Linked DNA regions of Mus musculus: region 1 is linked to region 2. The links are chromatin contacts, called in public Hi-C maps. All regions are on one chromosome and are shown on one strand. The core of a region is the stretch at or near the end of the contact, and the rest is flanking DNA. Distances in the headings are between cores, read along the strand shown. Region 1 has its middle 12 kb from the start of Xylt1. Region 2 overlaps Gm39075 (a long non-coding RNA gene).

The links. Hi-C and Micro-C count contacts between places; a contact is called where the count stands out from the background.
Region 1: a contact with region 2 is called in a Hi-C map of Sertoli cells, with 3 times the contacts expected there. The contact joins two enhancer-like sites. A contact is called at or near these places in 41 of 484 Hi-C or Micro-C datasets (Sertoli cells, Th1 cells, adipose-derived mesenchymal stem cells and 23 more) and 4 of 115 datasets of contacts at active chromatin or transcription factors (astrocytes, embryonic fibroblasts, epiblast stem cells and 1 more).

Annotation. Positions count from the first base shown.
Region 1 is chr7:117,367,526-117,370,225 of GRCm38.p6, reverse strand. No RefSeq gene overlaps it. Among named protein-coding and RNA genes, the nearest start is that of Xylt1, 12 kb to the left of the region's middle. Within about 2 kb of position 1,380, at least 10 of the 459 cell types and tissues checked have an H3K27ac peak or open chromatin away from gene starts, as enhancers often do. A contact at or near this core is called in Sertoli cells, where this site is marked.
Region 2 is chr7:117,309,381-117,312,080 of GRCm38.p6, reverse strand. The region is part of intron 2 of Gm39075 (a long non-coding RNA gene); the gene reads right to left. Among named protein-coding and RNA genes, the nearest start is that of Xylt1, 70 kb to the left of the region's middle. Within about 2 kb of position 1,335, at least 24 of the 459 cell types and tissues checked have an H3K27ac peak or open chromatin away from gene starts, as enhancers often do. A contact at or near this core is called in Sertoli cells, where this site is marked.

The DNA of each region.
Region 1 (2,700 bases), core at 131-2,630, 58 kb before region 2:
GCTAGAAATATATGTATAAACTACGGCAGAGGAGAGAGATAAACTCAAAGCCTTTTCTGAGTGTTATCTATGTATTCTATCTATCTATCTATCTATCTATCTATCTATCTATCTATCTATCTACCTACCTATCTATTGTGATGCAAGAATGCCTTGCAAGTGCAAAGCAGGCAAGTGCTGCATTCCTCAGCCTTCTGGAAAGCTTGCTTTTAAGAAACACCATATTAACTCCCCACAAATCTAATTTAGGACAAAAGCAACATTGTTTCCTCAAAAAAACCCAAGGTAATAGAAATCTCAGGTCTGAAGGAAAATAAGAGACCTGCAACTTTATGGCCGGTCTGTCATCTGGCCACCTACATGGCTAATTTCTTCAAAGAAATTAAAACAAAAATGACTCAAGGCAAGAAAAAAAAATTGAGGAAACAAGTCACTAAAAAGAGAAGCAATCTTCACCCTTGACAAAGTTCCTCTATCAGAGATAAGCCTAGTGGCATATCACTGTCTATAAACACAAGGTCCCTACTGCTATTTGAATATTTCCAAATCCCAGGCAGGGCTCTCAGGCCTGACTTCCTGACACATCCATCTGGGTGAGGGTTGAAAACTGATGGCATCCCAGCTCCAACTCTGCCAGTTTCTATGCATCCAGCCTAGGCTGTCAGAGAAGCAAGCGGCTTCAGCACACAAGCCAGGGCCGCACCGTAGAAAACATGCACAGCTCAGATCCTTAATTCAAAGTCCAGGTCTGGGCCTGGAGATGCAGCTCAGTGGCAGAGTATCTGTATACTAAACAGAATTAGTCTGGCACGTGTAAGACCCTGGGTCCTATTTTTAGCACACACACAGACACACACAGACATAGACACACACACAGACACACACACAGACACACACACACACACACACACACACACACACACACTGTTCCAGTGAAGACAGCATCAACAGTAGAAAATAAACTTTACTTATGTACAGTAACAAAGCCTCTTAACCAAAGGAAGAATGTGTAATGACCATGCAGCGGCTAATCCAAGAATGTCAGGAGTCCGACACTGGCTTGAGTCAGAGATGGTCTCAGTGAAAGCCATGCTGCTGTTGCTATGTTAAAGAGGGAGCCAAGAAGCCTGCTTGATCATGTGAAAGCCATGTCTAACAGGACAGAGGAAAATTCTCACAGAAGGAAATAGCTTGAATATAACGAAGACCGTTAAGCCAAACTGTTGAAAATGGCAAAATTACAATCTTTAAATTATCACAGAAGTTCTTGTAAATGTGCCAAGGAAGGAAACAAAATGACCAGTGTAAGCACTGGAGAAGCCACAGCTCTCTGATCTTTTGTGCTGACAGCTTGCTTGTATAATAAGAAACTCAATGGACTCTCAGAACATGAAGAAGGGACGGAGGGAGGGAGGTAGGGAGGGGTAGCCTAACTCAGATCAGTATTTGTTGGAGCACCAGAAACAATGTAACTAAGCAGCTGCACTGCTAAGCACCTTCCTCTCTACCAACCTCGGTGCCCTTGAAGTGGGTATAGAGGGAAAGTGGTGTGCTCACAGCACTAGACACAAAGTATAATTTAGGGAGGCAAGTAAGGAGACTCCAGGAGCAATATGAAACAAACTTCTAAAAATAATTCTCAAAATATCATTGCATGTGGTCAAATGAAAATAACTACTGTTGTCTTGAGTGGGAAAATCTTTTAATAAGTAAAACTATTTAAAAAACAAAATTGTCAAACAATCTTGAAACTCCAGTATCAATTAAAATATTGATATTTATTTTTAATGGTGGTGAAGGGAAGTGGGTTACTGAGTTTATATATGTATTATACTTTATATTAATGTGGATCAGAAAATATTATGCTATATATTAAATATGTATTATATTAACATGCATCAGAAAGCATTGTGCTACATATTATATTGATACATATACTACTATGCTTTACATTATACTATGTATCATATAATATGAATCAGAATATATTGTGAAGTCCAATATAATCTATAAATATGGCATCATGGGTTTAGAATTAGGAAAAACTAGAACTCTGTAAGAGAACTCAAAGGCAGCCTTTGAATCAAGCAAGGAAGTTTTTTTTTTTTCCTGACTATATTGTCAACTGATTTTTTCATCAGAAGAAGGGGACACTGGGCTATGTAAAACAATTCCAGATGGACTAAAGCTTGGCTGTTGGTAAGACATTAAACAGTGGTGTTTTTAGAAGAAACAAACGTTGAAAGGATAGGTCTTTGGAAATAGGTTCTGACTGGGAGCAGAAGAGGCCTGGGAGGCTTGAGCAGGGAGGAGGTGGTGTGGAGCTCATGGACCCTGACAGGCCAGGGGAAGATGAAAAAAGATGCACAGCAGGCTAAAAACATTGGCGACACTGTATTTATCACTGGCTCCATACTGTGATAAATTCCTGACAAAAGCAACTAAGAAAGCGCTTGTTCCAGCTCATATTTTGAGGTGTAGCCCATTGTGCTGGGAAAGGCTCGGAGACAGGAGCATGAGGCAGCTGGTCACACTGCGTCTGCAGTCAGCAGAGAGATGAATGTTGGAGAGAGCGGTAGGGTACCATCCAGAACCCCAGCCCATGGGACTGTGCCACCCACACCTAGGGTCGCTCTTCCCTCTTCAATGTAACCTAGAAAGTCTTACAGAGTGCATTTCCATGGTGATTCTCAGCCCCAT
Region 2 (2,700 bases), core at 86-2,585:
TCTGAACTTTACAGAACTAATTTTCAACGGCACCACTATTTGGCTTCAAGAAGCAGTGGCAGGAATGGATTGATGGGCTCCAGTACTCATTCTATCTGGAGATCTCTGACTTACCCTACATTTTGGGGCAACTAAGGATGATTCTGCTAGGCTACAAAGTATTTAACCTAAAGTAAAAGTGGCACATGTACAGATCTTCACTCTGAGGTGGAGCAAAGGAAATGGGTGTGTGTCGAGGTGGTGAATATGGGGTGATGACTTTTTATGGCTCCTCAAATCTCACTCCCGAGACCGGACTAGACTGAAACTACAATTAGCCTGGGTGATTTCAAGCCAGACTTTTCTGCATAATGGCAACTTGGATGGATATTGAATATGTACATGTTTGACCCTTGTCATGTCAAAAGCACCTCCAACTCAGGAAACATCTTTGTTCCAATGACAATAGCACGGCAGGCAAGTCACAGTTAGAATTAGGCTATTCCATACTGCCAGACAATGCCAGCAAACGGGCTCCCTTTAAGTGGCATTCTTTTGTGGGCAATTGGCAGACAGGGAAGACACATTCCCTGGGCCAAGTTTCAGCTCCCCATTGGAGGGTTACGTGGTGATTTCACTTCTTGTATCCATGGGGACCCCAGTAGGTGTAGGCCTGGAAGGGAAGAAGATGGCATATAACATATGCCTCCTGGCAGAGGAGAGGAAGCCACAGAGATGAATCTGAAGACGTATTGATTAGAAGAGGGAGGGCAAAGAAGACTTTATTAAGGGCAAAGTGCCAGAGCAGGAAAACAAAAGACAAAAAGGCAAGAGTATCTCTCCTCCCACCTCCTACCTCCCACCTCTCCCTCTCCCTCTCCCTCTCCCTCTCCCTCTCCCTCTCCCTCTCCCTCTCCCTCTCCCTCTCCCTCTCCCTCTCCCTCTCCCTCTCCCTCTCCCTCTCCCTCTCTCTCTCTCTCTCTCTCTCTCTCTCTCTCTCTTCACATAAGAAGGAACACTTGGAAGATGATAAGGAGGAAACTAAGGAGAGGAGGCTACACTGGAACAGAAGGGCTGAAACAGCCTATTGGTTGTGCAAGGTCATCCCCTGGGATTCCACATGGTGACTCATCAGCTACAGGCAGCTTTGGATTTCAAAGAAATCCAGATGTGTTAGTAAAGAAGACTACAAGTCTGGTGAACAGGATAGAGAGTCTCATTGTTTCCCTTAAGAATTCCCTTAAGAACAGGGATTTGGGTATTTTTGGTAATTCCTTGTGGGTTCTCAGCCTTGCCAGCTTCAACTGTCAGCAGATGTCGCATCTATCTTCTGTTGGAAAAGGGTTTGCAGTCACTGGAACATTGACTTCAGAGGTTCCAATGGGAATGGAGTTTGTAGCCAACTGGAGTTTGGCTTTCGGGGTGTCTTAAAGCCAGGCTGCTTGGATGTTGAGTAGCATTGAGCCTCACTCTTGGTAATCTATGCTAGCACTCTGTTCTCACACTGCCAGTGTGTGAGATGCAGGCTTGAAGGATGTAGATTTTCATTCTCATTCCCCAGAGCCCACTCTGCCAGGATCCAGCACAACTCTTAGAGGCCTCTCCAGCCTTGTGCCCTTCCTTGTTATGATCTTTCCTCCCAGGTCCCCTCTACTACCACCACACTAGCAAGCTCGTTCCCATCTCAGGGCCTTTGAACTTTAATTCCTTCTGCCTGAAATTTGCCTCTTCCAGATACACAAAACTTTTCCCATAAATCTCCAGCTCTTTCCTTGCACAGCCAATGAATTACACTCCTGTCTCCTTCCATATCAGTTTTCTCCTAAGCACTTATTTCTAGCTAATAAAGGATAAATTAAAGATAAATTAATACAAATCAAACTGAATTCAAGAGTAACTAAATGAACACATGTAAACATTGCTTACTGATTTGCTTTATGCCTCATCTTCTGGTGCTTAGTAAAGAAGTGCTCTCTGGGAAGGCAGAAATATTGCCTGCCTGCTGCCTCCTGAGCCTTGGAGCCCTGGGACAGAAACCAGAATGATACACCAACCAATAAAGAAGTAATCAGGAATATGCATTGTGCTACCAGCCTTTCTCCCACTTCAGCAGATGCTGGTGAAGTGACGATATTTATTTTGGCTCATGGTTTCACCCAGAGTCAGCTGTTTCTCTGTCTCTGGGCCATGAGGCATCACAGCAGCACCACATTGCAAAGTTGTTTACCTTAAGAGAGATAGGAAACAAAGACAGATGGAGGCTAAGGACATAGTATATCTGCCTGGGGCATGTCCTAGTGACCCACTTCCTCACACTAGCCTCTGTTTCCTTCTCTCCATCCTCTCCCAATCCTGCTATTAATATTAAGGTTTCATCAAAGGATTAATCCTTTGATTAGACCAGGTTGCCCAAGGATCCAATCACTTCCCCAAGGCATGCCAGTTTATACCAAGCCTTTTAATACACAATCCTTCAGGGGAAGCCTTCATATCCCACAACAGGCACACAGGGCATTTAAAATGCTGAGGTTGTATTGGGGTCTGAGGTGGGTGGTCAGCGGTGAGCTGGGCTAATGCTCATTCAGTTTCCTTTCCGAGTTCAACAGTACATGCTCACATTGGTTCACAAAGAGAAGTCAGAGTTAGATGACAGATGCTAGGACCTCTTGGCAGGGGGTATATCTGAAGGTGTTATACCTGCCCCCCCCAAATGTCACAGCT